Regions from separate parts of the Mus musculus genome. Here region 2 is linked to region 1. Evidence: chromatin contacts called from public capture Hi-C data. All regions are on one chromosome and are shown on one strand. The core of a region is the stretch at or near the end of the contact, and the rest is flanking DNA. Distances in the headings are between cores, read along the strand shown. Region 1 overlaps Ubl3 (ubiquitin-like 3). Region 2 overlaps Gm36405 (a long non-coding RNA gene).

Region 1 (6,526 bases), core at 2,322-4,821:
GACTTCTGCGGAGGGAGGAGTCTCTGCGGCAGCAGGGCCACCGGTGTCTGCAGAGAGACTTGCTGCGTCCCCTGGGGACCACTGTGCACTTCAGACTGCTCAACACACACACAGATATAAGGAATAAAGGACCACACTGAAAGTGTTCTTGGTTCTTTTTACTTTGTGAGAGGAGATGACAGAGTTCATGAGTGATTCAGTCCCACGGATGTGCTGGCGACTGTCCTACAGGTGTTGGAAGCTGCTGAGTCTCCTCTGTCCCCGCAGTGCCAACAAACTGCCACATCTGTGCTGGCGACGCTACAGGATCACACAGCAGTTGCTCTCACCAGTTTTCTCCCGATTTCTCTGACCTGGGGAAACAGGGCCAGCCTGGGTTAGCCAAGCTGTGCCTGGGCAAAAGGCAGGCATAGTCAAACTGCCTGAGTTTTGCTCAAAGCTTGTTTTAAGGAATCATTTAATTTTTGGCATTTTTCAAAAACGGTCTGATTACTTGCTCTCCAGGCTTAATTCATAAACTCTGAAATTCCCTGTTCATCCAAATGTCCAAGTGGAAGCAGGCATGAGTGCCTATCTCGATGGCTCAAGTGAGGTGTCCTCCGGGGGCTTACCTTGTGAGTTGGGCTCTGGCAGGGTCTCTCTGGCCACCAAATGCATCACTGTTGTTTTGCCAAAAGGAAGTTTTAATGCTATAGAAAAAGAAGAGACGATCTGTTATACACACATCGTTCCGTAAGCTCACTAGCCAGGCTGAAGTGCCTCTGAATGGATCCCGACTGTGGCTCCTGCACGGAGAGACACTCCCTCACCTGAGGGAAGGGTACGGCTACAAGTGACTCTCTGGCTCTGCCATTGGCTGCACTTAGAAATCTGTCTTGTCTGAGAGAACGCAGTGTTACCTCGCTATGACCGCACTGGCCCCAAACCTGCTCTGCTGCCCAGCTTTTCAGGCCATGCTCTATGCAACCTACAGATGCTGGTTGTCAGTGGCGCCACGACTAACCCACAGGTACACTGAGTGCCAGGCAGCACCAGATGCTGCCAACTAGCAGGTGAGGCTGGCATGTCTCGTCTGCACCCAACTCAGCGCACGGCGGCAGCAGAAGGTGGAGGAGAAGCCGGAGACTGGGATATTCCTGCAGCATCCAGAAGACAGGATTTCAACTTTTCCTGTCCACATGACCACCACCTGGGTTTGAGCTCAGAAGCCACCCTGGTGGGAGAAGAGCTGTGCAGAACCCTGCATTTTAGAGGAGTATCAAGTGGGAGCTGGCCCGGTAACTCAGAGGCGAAGTGCACAGCAAGTGCAGGACTCGGGATGCACATCTAGCCATACAAAGGTAAACATGGGCCCTGAGAGTGAAGGGGTGCCCCAGGCGAAGCCGCACTCTCTGGACCACACCTGGAGCACTCCCTGGGCCTCCTTTAGCAGAATGAAATTCCACGAGATTAACACGGTTGTATGTCAAAAGGGGGGACCCAGGAATGTCCAAGGAGACCTAATGACCAAAATTTTAAACCTGAAACTGACCGAACAATAATGGCAGGTGGAATAAATGGGCCTGCAGTCCTGACTTCTCAAGAGGCTGAGGCAGGAGGATTGTTGGAGTTGAATGGTGTTAAGCCAAGTGGCACAACCCACAGTGAGACCAGGTATTAAGGTGGGTGGGGAGAAGAGCAAAGGATGAATAGGCCCAGGCTGCCTACTGTGTCTGCCCAGTGGTTGAAGGCTATCCACAGCCTGTACCTCACTACCTTCCCCTCCGCCACTGCTTGAACATTGCCTTCCACAAGGACATCATTTGTTTCCATGCTGGGCCATTCTTTTATAAGCTGGTGAGATGACTCAGCAGGCAAAGGCTACCTCAGGAAGAAGCCTGATGCCTGAGTTTGATCCTGAACCCCAGGGAAAGCTGGAGAAGAACTGACTACAAAGCTGCCCTCTGTCCTCCATACCTGGGCCTTGTTCCTCGTAGTAATAAAATAGAAATATTAAAATATTGTTGTCAAATATTTTTATTCTATTAAAAACAAAACAAACAACAACAACAAAACAAAACAACAAAACAAAACCCACTGTCTGCCTTTATTTGTAGCTGCAGGCCGTAAATCTACTTGATAGGCTACTGAGCGAGCCCATAGCTCTTCCACAGCCACCATGCACATACTGGAAGGCAGCTGCCATTGCTGTATGCTGCCTCCGAAACACTCCTAACCAAAAAGGAAACCTGCAGTCCAGAAGGCAGACAGCGGAATGTTAGCAGGGTAGCCTAACCTAGCATCCAGCAGCACTGGCCAAGCAAGGGCCACTGGCCCCCACACTACCTGTCTGAGTCATGAGAGCTGGAAGTCCTTTAATTTACTTCCAAAAGAGACTGGCAGCTACACAATTGTCTAGAGATGAGTCATTTTACTGATTATTCTAAAATTTTAATGAGAATGAAGCATCTTGATCTTAACAAAGATTCTGTGACCTTTAACCTGACACTGAAACCGAGGGGCTGGTGGGAATTGCTCAACAGACCGGTGTTCCAAGGGGCAGCAGACTCACTCTCAGAGTCAAGAGAGGAAACCCAGCCAACACTTATTAGCTTGGTTTCTTCTTTTCTTTATTAATTTTAATTCAAGATCTTGTTTGAACCATTAAAAAAAATGGCCCCATGATTAATATATGCACAAACCAGCCAGGGGCTAACAGTCAACTCTCCTCACAGTGACAGAGGGTTGGTCTAATTAGGCAAAACTACAAACAAATTCTACCTTTAAGTGGCAATTATTTCTTGTATTTCTACAAACTACAGCAGTTTTCAGAGCAAACATAACACTGAAACAAACCAGCTCCATGTGAGCCCAGGCTCTGCAGCAGCCCACTAGGACCACACTGCTGGTCACTGAGGTCACCAGCTCTAACCCACAAGTCTTTCCATAGTGGACTCTGTTGTCCCATGCAAGCCCAGAGCAACCTGAAGGAGGATCTGGTCACATTCAATCCGCCTACTCAAGTTTATTGGTGCTGACACATGAACTGCTCAGTGACTACACAGTAACCGACCTACCTACCCAGGGAAGAACAGACTGCAGACCTCACCATTAGACGACCAGACTGAAGCACGATGGCGTGTCCACAGCAGTATTTACTTGGTCCCCACACAATGAGCACTTACTGAGTCCACTGAAAAAGCCCTCTTTTTACAAATGAAAACCTGCAGTCATAAACGTGCCAAGTCTGTGGGATGGATTTTGATGTAAAAGTAGCACACCCACCATACCACCCAGCAGCGCAGGGAACCCATCTGTAACCTGGCAGGCGGAGCCGTCTCCAGGGAGAAGCACACCCAGAGCTGGGGACCTCAGGGTCTCAAGTCACCTTTTTTTAGAAACCACTGTCATTTAAAATAAACAGAGGAATAATGCTGGCAAAGGACATTAATTACCTCCTAGGGTGACGTTTCCATGTAGAAATCTGCCTTGATAAATGAGTCGAAGAATGTTTGGGCTGCTGACCTGCTCTTCTTCCCAGTCTGAAAAAAGGAGAACTGGTTAGGCTCGGGCCCACACAACAGCACTTCTGTACACTCTGTAGAGGCTACCAGGAAGGGTGTGGCCCAGAGTCCCCACCCAAGCACTGCAGCCCTGGCTCCTTCCACCTTCCTCAAGTAGCAACAAAGAGCTGCAGAAGACTGTTTGTCCCTCAAGAGATCAGAGAGTGCCAAGCTGCAGGCTGAAGTTAAGGAAAACACCGAGCCAGAAGTCTAGCCTTGGTAAAGGGAATCTACCATTTGAAAATCAATTTCCATTATCAGTAATTAATGGACACTATAATGTTCCAGTGCTTGTACTGTTCAAATGTGTGCTCAAGGGTAGCAACAAGTTCCTCAAAGACTTCCTTAGGTGCCTGGGCTACATTGCTGTGCTGTTTTTCAGAGGCCAACTGGCAAACATTTCATGGCATTTGAGGCACACGGCTACCAGCTGGAGTATGGGCAGCACAGCAGCTCCTGCAGAAGCCCCGTCTGAGAACAGAGACTGCTGTTTGGACAGAGGGCGCTTTCCTTGGTAGCTCCCATCAGCTTCTTGCTGCAACAACGGAAGCTCTGGGTTCAGTGTGATCTGAAGACTTCCTGCTCACCATTCTAGTAGCTCCTACTCTCAGTAGGAGACGACAGACAAAGTAGTCCAGAAGACTGAGTGATGGAAGAGAAGAGAAGAAAGCCTGTCCTTGGTTGGTTCTGTTTCGTTGAGTGTTCAAAACAATGTATGTGCATGCACCTGATTTATCCGGTCTCAGGAACTCAAGTGAGAGAGGAACTCCCCAGGCCTGTCCCTTCCCGGGGAGTCTTACTGTACTCTTTCCTAGATAAAGATCAGGGGAGCTACTCTGCTTCAGCAAAAATTACTTTGCATGCACTGCCCTTAAAACCATCATTTATATAATTTATAGAATATGTCTGGCCAAACATTCCTTTGCTATAAACACAAGTGACAGTAACTTTAATCCATATAGAAGAGAGGTTAGGACTCTAAGGGGGATTTAAGGCCTGATAAAGCATAGTGAAGCCATGCCTTTCCATTATCTTTCACGGCCTCATGAGATGTGCCCTTCTCCTCTCTAGGCCCCAGAGGGACATGTACAGAACACGGCTTAGGAGGACTCTGGTGTCACTGATGTGATTAGCAGACCAGACAGCCAAGGAGTCCACCTGCCAGCCTGCTCCTTCCTCAGGGCAGGGCACCCAAAGACTTTTCTTCTACTGCTCCAGAATTTACTATTTTTTTCTTACAAGATCCAACAAATACATTTACTGGCTTTTAGTGCAAGATATTATAGTGGTTTAGACCTAGAATATTAATTTAAGTACTTTGTATAAAAGGAGCCCTTTTATGCACTCTAGTATATGCTGAGTAGATCTGGCAAACTCAGGAAAGAGGGACTTAAAGAAGGACTTTTCAAAGCGAGTAACATCTAGCTGATGTGATCAATTTCCAGAACAGGCGGGAGCCTCTTCACCTGCAGTATGTACCATTGGTGCCTCTCCCGTTATCATTACCTGGATTGTTTTAAGGAACTAAAGTAACTTTAAAAGTTCAAATTGCGCCGGGTGGTGGTGGCGCATGCCTTTAATCCCAGCACTTGGGAGGCAGAGGCAGGTGGATTTCTGAGTTCGAGGCCAGCCTGGTCTACAAAGTGAGTTCCAGGACAGTCAGGGCTATACAGAGAAACCCTGTCTCAGGAAAAAGAAAAAAAAAGTTCAAATTGCTTTTGCTAAACATATTATATAGATCTGGCATGGTGGCACATGCTTATAATCTCAGGTTGAGAGAGGAATTCTCCTAATTTGATTTGCCTGATTTGAGAGCAGCCCAAGTAATTTAGTAAGACATTGTCAAAAAATAAATAAAAAACTGGAGCTAGGGACACAGCTTCGTAATGGAGAGCTTTCCTGGCATGCACAAGGCCCTGGCTTCAACCCTCTGCATTGGAAAAAGTTAAAGAGATGGGCTACAGCAGTGTTACCCAGGGGCACATGCCATGGAAACTGTTAGGGGCACACTCTGGAAGCTCAAAGGGAAAACTCAGGACTCCCTCAAGAATCTCACTAGATAGGGAGGCAGCAGAGAAGGGAGGAGCTACCGCATACACTCCCCCAGAGAGCTCACAGTGGTGCAGTAAAAACAGAACTCATGAAGACTTTACTCTTCCTGGCCCTTCTTCGCAGAATGCATGCAGTAAGAACTAACTGCAGGTCAAGTCTGTCTCAAGCTTCATTTCCAATCAGCTATGCACAGAGGAGCCCACAGCGCCTGCTGCCTCTGAGAAGGTTGGCTCTTTCCTTCTGGGTTCACTGACATGGGAGTGGATGTGCACTGAGTACACTCTACCTGCACTAAGGCAAACATGGCCTCTGGATCTCCTGCTCCTTCGATGCTCTGTGGTGAGAAAGGCAAAATCTAGGCAGTGACACAGCAAGCCCAAGTCAAGCACGGGTCTCATGCCCTCTGTACTTTCTCAAAATGTGTGAAACAAGTCAGGGACAAAGAGTCAAGCAGCCGGTACTCACCCATGGGCCAGTTGTCATACACGTGCTTTGCGATGTCAGAGGCAGAGTCGTTTGGGGAGAAGAGGAACTCTTTCGTCTTCCCACTCACCAAGATGAGGCGCAAATTAATCTGGAAGTAGACATGGACACTCTGAATAAATCTCAGCCTGAAAACAGTATGACTGCACAGACTCCACTTACGCCACACTCTGAGTTGCCGCCAGTGCCATTTGGGGTTTTCAGCTAAAATTTTAATTGTTATCTAAGTCATCAGGCAGAGTGAGTATTTATATTGTTTTCTTATTCAGCCTCCAGCTGAAATGCCCCCGCCCGGCCCCACCCACTGCCTTTCCCAGAAACTCCAGCTGGTCCCCTTCCTCTCCATAGTCCCACCCCTTCTACTTTCATGCCTCAGTACTTAACTAAATTCCTTCAGAGTAATTTTTTAATAATGGGAATTGGTATACAACTTTATTTCCTGCTATCTA
Region 2 (5,891 bases), core at 326-2,825, 280 kb after region 1:
ACTCACTCCGTGACAGGAGAATGGAATTCCTGGGCATTGGTGGGGACATGAATTGAATGGCCATGGGGCGAAACTGTACAATGGACCCACAGTCTATAGATCGTGCCATTCATGCAACACTGGCTGCCTTGAGGGATGGAGGGCATACTTTCTCATCTTGCAACAATGAGTACCAGGATGTCTCTGCCTCCGGGAGTCGAGATTGCTCTCGGTGGCTCTCACCACTCAGGCACCTGGGCAGCATCTGTCCAGGCTGAATGAGGTGGGGTCTGTCCTTCCAGACACCTCAACCTGCCTGCTGACTCTAAGCTTCCAGAAACTTCCAGCCTGCTCCTTGCTGGGATGAACAGCTCAAGTCCAGAGTCTTAGAGTAATTGTATTCGCCAGGCTTCTGAACTGCTGACACGGAGTAGGAAGGACCCAGTGTCCAGCTACCAAAGGAGCAAAGGACACTCAGAGGCTGCTCCCGGCCCCCAGCAGAGCCCCTGTTAAATGTTTGCTCTCCCTGGCCTTGATGTACCTCCATATAAACAACAGCTGGACTCGGGCAGCTTCTGTTTTGCAGGTGGAAGGAGTCGGCAAGATGGAAAAGAGGAAGCAACAGGCTAGTATACGCCAGGAAACACAGCACATAACACTCATAAGGGCCTGGGGTTCTGGCAGTCTGGCCTCTGCGTCTGTAGTCAGGACCGCAGCGTTGACTAGCACGGTTGTGACAATCTTCTGTGATGCTTTGGTGCTTCGGCATAAAGGCACCCATTAACCTGCCCATTAATACAAAAATTAGCATAAGTGAAGGAAGACATTGGACCAAGGACCTAGTCTGTGACGCTCACTCTGATGATTACAGAGGCTTGTACAGAGAAGTTAACAGGTTTCAGATGTCACTTGGCTTATAGTCATTGTTAGAGAAGATCCTCATTAACAAGGTGGATATGAATTCTCACTTAAAAGAAGAGAAATGGAGGCACAAAGAGGGTTTTCTGGTTCTGTGACTCAATCAAAACCTTGCAGGAAGAGCTAACACCTCTAAGGGTTGACTGGAGAGAAATTAATAAAGATGTTTCCAGAAGTTTACAGAGATAGACAGAGGCAAACCAACCCCTGGGTGTCCATGCAGGAAGCTGCTTCCTACTGAAACCTCAAGGGGCAGGTACAGAAGGCGATGCTAAAACCCAGAAAGGGTTCCTAGTAGAGCTGGGGGTGGGGTGCTCCTGGTGGGAGCTGGGGGCCCAAAGGGACCTGCTCTTACCATCAGGAGGAAAGGGGAACCAGAGGAATAAACAAACACTGCGACTCTTCCTCCACGTAGCTGAGGTGGAAACAAGATGTCAAGGGAAACAAAACCAGTTCTCCGTGCATGGAAGGAGAAAGCCAGAGAACAACCGTCAGGGGAGGAACGATTGGAGACTGCCCAATTTGTGTGGTGACACCTGCAGCTTGGGCAGGGAATCAGTGAAGGATGCAACTTTTTTTTTCAATGGACAAAGAAAACGGAGGGAGGAGCTGTTGACGAAGAGCACGCCCAAACTTGACTGCAGATCCAGCTGACCAGTTCCGGACAGCGCTTAAAGATGCAAATCAGCTACAGACCTAACCTCACTTCACCCAGCAAGCTGGGCAGAGGCAAATATCTGGGTCAAACAATAGCCTAGAAAATAAGTAGATAAGAATCTAAACAGGTCGTTTCTGCTGCAAGATCCTGACATTGCAAAGCTCCAACCCTAAAGCTTCAATCAACAAGGACTGAATACATGTTGAATGAATACATTCTTCATTCAAACCAAATCCAGAGCCTGATGCATTTTGCCTGCTCCTTGCCGCTACTTAGGGCGCCACCTCGTGCCCATTTGCCTGTACTACACCCTCCCGCTTAAACCTTCACTTGGAAAGGTTTGTTGATAGAGGAGAGAAAAATTGGCTTCCAAGACAGACATTTTTCTAAAGCGGCTGATTTATAAAGTGGATTTCACACATTATTTTTCTTGAACAAAACTCCAAACACATGACTTAAAAACAATTACTTAAGGCAGTGTACCTAGTGTTTGGATATTTCTGTTCAACAACTGCTTTTAGAAAAAATGTTTACAGAAATTGGTTCGTTTGCATAGGAGATAAAGATAGCCTGCACGTCTTGCAGAATGTGACCTCATATACCTAAAACTTATTTAGGCCTCTGTTAGGGACTGAATGGTATCACATTCCCCCACCAAGATTCACTAGTGCTTCCAAACGAACATAACTCTGAGATGAGGCCCGTAAAGAGATTAAGTCCAAACACACCTTTTAGGGTGTCCCTATCCAATGTTAACGATGTGTTTATGGGTATTTTATTACAAACACGTAGGCACAAAGGGAGATGAACACGATGAGAAGCCATGAACGGGCTTAGGAGAAAGCAGGCTGCCTCTACATCCATCTCCATCTCCAGTCTTGTGGGAAGGAGCAGGCTAGAGGAAGCGGGCAATCTGCGGCAGCCTAGGTAGCATAATCTAGCTCTGATTTCTCTCCTAGGCAAGGTGTGCGAAGACACAGGAGACCCTGTCTCGGTGGAGGGAGTTGAGCTGCCACTAAGTAGGCTCTTGCCAGAGATTTTGGCCTCTGTGAAAAAAGAGTGGTCCAGCGAATTGGGAATGAAATGCCTTTGGGGAGTAGGGGGGTCCCTAGCACAATGACTGGCTTGCAGCACCTACTTCATGCTCTAGGATCAGCCTTAGCAAGAGTGTGGGCACAATGGTACCAGATTTCCCACAAGGAAACCTGTTCAGACCCCCTCTGGACCTTATGTAGAGAAAAGGGAAGCTGGTTACTGAGTGTCAGTAGAAAGCGCCCCCCCCCCTGCCCGCAATCTGTGGAGAGCTGAGAGACTTGCTTCCAGACAAGCGCCTTGAGGATGATGGCTTTATTGAGGGCACACACACAGTAACCTGGGGTTAGAAACATCGAGGAAGGAAAGATAGGTGGACTGAAGCAAACAAGCAAGGGAGGGAGGCAGGAAGTGTGCAGGGCCTTAGGACTGGACATGGGAAGGCCTCTGGAGCAGGCAGCCTCCCTGGAACCACAGCTCAGCTCAGCTGCTTCCAAGATCGATGCCTGGGCAGGGCCATTTCCTCATCCGGCGGCAGGCGGCTGGCGGCAGGTGGCGGACGGCGGGGCCATTAGTGACTCTGTGACCCACTCGCCGCCTGCCCATCAAGGCCCTCCTGAGCCATGGTCACCTGCTGTCCTGCTGCACTCCAGGTCTGCAGAGTCCAGGTGAGAACAAGGGCGCCCCCTGGCGGACGTCACTTCCCTGCCGTTTTCCCGGATGTTAGGGCTGTCCAAGGTCTTTCCTTGTTTTGAGCCAGGAGAGTTGAGGGTTTTGCCACTGGGTGCAGCCATCTTGGTGGCCAGGTTCATGCAGAGCAAAAAGGGAAAGAGAGAAGAAGCAATAAAACTTACTGAGAAGGGCAGGCCGACAGAGTTCCACCGGGCACAGATGGAACCACGTTGGCTCTGTCCTGGAACCCTGCTTTCCGCGTCAGGAAATGAATGAGCTACAGTTGCAAGCAGTTTCTTTACATATGTTGGATAAGTGATGCTGCACTTCACAGAGGTTTTGGAATGCTAGAAGTTGGAGGAAAAAAAAAAGTTAAATTCAGACAGCTAGCCTAGTTCATTTTCTGTTGCTGTGATAAACACTGCAACCAAAAGTAACTTGGAGAGAAAAGGGGTTATTTTGGCTTACGGGTTGCTGTCCATCACTGAGGAGAGCCGAGGCAGAAACTAAAGCAGAGAGGTAGGCTGCTCTCTGGCGTGTTCCCCAGGCTGGCTCACCTTCTTTCTTATATAGCCTAGACTCACCTGCCCAGGGATGGTTGGACCCTCCTACACCAATCAGCAATAAGACTATTCCCCAAAGACGTGTCCACGGGCCAATCTGATGGAGGCAAGTCTCCAAGTGAGGAGTCCTCTGCCCTGATGTATCAAGTGATGCCTAACACCATGACATCAGAGTAAAACATTAATCTGGAGTGACATCTATTCAGGCCTAGCAGAGCCCAGGCTGGCATTCTATTTTCTGAATAAAATATAGAACGGTGGGAAACCCCTGAGAATTTCAGCCACCCCAATAGGGTGGCAAGGACTTCATTGCCCTAAAACTTCCTCTCACGGATATGCAGGCTGCCCAATGGAATCTTTCAGAAGGTGAAGCAATACAAGGAAAGTCTGAGTCTAAGAAAATGAATGTCAGGGATGGCTTTCAAGTGCTGGGGAATGAACCCATAGCCTTGGGCATAGTAAGCAAGTCCTCTAGCCTTGGGCTATGTGAGTGGCCATTGGCAGATGTATCTTTTTATAGAGAAAATCAGATAAAATGAGGTGTGTCCCTCTGGCACTGGGGTCTGGCACCTCGGGAAAACCAGAAAGTGTGGAGCGTCTTAGGTACACAGCAGGGAAGCAGCCCCTTTGCCAGTACTTGGCAAAATAGACTGTGCCGTGCAAACCTCCTCCATCTCCCTGCTGAGAAGGACCAAAGAGCTAAGTCTGGAGGGAGCCATGCCTCCTTCAGGTAAGTGACACTTCAGATAAGAAAGGTGCCCAGGGAACCCCGAAAGGACAGACGGATGGAGGACAAATTCTTTAAAATTATGTGATGTGGATGAAAATAACACATACTGCAAGTTAGCCCTCATGTTAACCCTGCCCGAGGTTGCTCATGCCACTAATCTGAGAGGCCCCTGGGCTAACCAGAGGATGGACAACAAAGGAAGAAACAGTGGTGCCTTTTGACCCACAAACCTGTGATAAATGACATTTTGAAAAAAAAAAATCCAACCGAATCTCATAACAAAGCCAGCCAGCGGCTCTCTGGTGTCAGCAGATATGAAACACCTGTTGTGGTCAAACTTAGCTTTGTTTGCTGAGGCCTCAATGGGGCTGGATTTTTGTAGCAGTTGTTTTTCAAAGCGGGGGTGGGGGGTGGGGGGGAGACTCCTAGGCTGGCCTCATCAGCACAGGCAGCAGCTTGTGAGACCCACAGATTCTCACTATCTGTCAGTGTACCCCCTCAAACTCTGCACAGAGGGAGGGCAACCTACTCCAGCAAGCCGCTCCAGCTTATGGATTCCAGTGCGCTCTCCAGTTCAAAATAAGCCATTTTAATTCCCTGCGTTTCGATGACTTTCTGTCAGGATAGATTCCAAAGCAAGGGGGTTTAAATTGGATTTGGATCACAGGAAATAAGGTTTGATGGATGCTAAGTCACTAATTGCCATCCTTACACAGTAAAAACAGTGCACCATCGAGAGTCCAGGACAAAGAGACAGAAAAGCTGAAACTGGAAGAGAAAGACAGGTTTTCCCTTGGCACCCCGGCAGGGATTTCTGGTGATGTGCCACAGGACCCTGCTCTCAGTCAGGCCTGTGAAACATCTCTTTCACTAGTAAAATTAAGCTCACCCATTTTAAAATGGACAGATTTGTTCATTAGTGCACACTACCAATTTTCTGATTGGCTGATCTAACTAAGATGCTATTGGCATCAGTGGAGCAGTGGTTAGAAGCTAACGGTGTGTCATTCATCCATCCATCGGGATCAGATACATAGTCAGGGCCAAGCAACCAAGGGCCCTCAGGCAAATTACTTAGGGTCTGTGAAAGGCAAAGGGTTGGGGGGTGGAATAGGTTGAAAACTGTCCCTCTCCCCAAATGGCCAGCTCCTAACTTCTGTGCTCTCTGAATTGTCCGGGCTCAGAATATACCTCAAACCAAGGTGCCTTGGATGCAAAGAAAACAGAAGATACCAAAAATCTGTACCTGACCCTGGCCCACTTTTCTGTGGGTGTGCTGCTCACTGGGGCTGTCTGAACAACCTTTCATCAAAGAACTCCTGGCTGTCCAGCCCAGCCT

Evidence for each region. Capture Hi-C pulls out chosen DNA fragments and counts their contacts.
Region 2: a capture Hi-C map of embryonic stem cells shows a contact between it and region 1, with 2.3 times the contacts expected there. The contact joins two enhancer-like sites. A contact is called at or near these places in 1 of 39 promoter capture datasets (hippocampal neurons), 1 of 15 datasets of contacts at CTCF or cohesin (large pre-B cells), 14 of 484 Hi-C or Micro-C datasets (B cells, CD8 T cells, the HL-1 cell line and 11 more), 4 of 115 datasets of contacts at active chromatin or transcription factors (Th17 cells, embryonic basal ganglia, fibro-adipogenic progenitors and 1 more) and 1 of 9 other capture datasets (embryonic stem cells).

Annotation. Positions count from the first base shown.
Region 1 is chr5:148,505,835-148,512,360 of GRCm38.p6, forward strand. Ubl3 (ubiquitin-like 3) reads right to left here. Exons shown (of 5, transcript NM_011908.2): 2 at 6,060-6,168; 3 at 3,435-3,521; 4 at 612-689; 5 at 1-353. The coding sequence ends at 301. Among named protein-coding and RNA genes, the nearest start is that of Ubl3, 44 kb to the right of the region's middle. Within about 2 kb of position 3,572, at least 116 of the 459 cell types and tissues checked have an H3K27ac peak or open chromatin away from gene starts, as enhancers often do. A contact at or near this core is called in bone marrow-derived macrophages and embryonic stem cells, where this site is marked.
Region 2 is chr5:148,791,421-148,797,311 of GRCm38.p6, forward strand. It overlaps Gm36405 (a long non-coding RNA gene), which reads right to left. Exons shown (of 3, transcript XR_377235.2): 3 at 2,897-3,381. Among named protein-coding and RNA genes, the nearest start is that of Gm36405, 15 kb to the right of the region's middle. Within about 2 kb of position 1,576, at least 23 of the 459 cell types and tissues checked have an H3K27ac peak or open chromatin away from gene starts, as enhancers often do. A contact at or near this core is called in bone marrow-derived macrophages and embryonic stem cells, where this site is marked.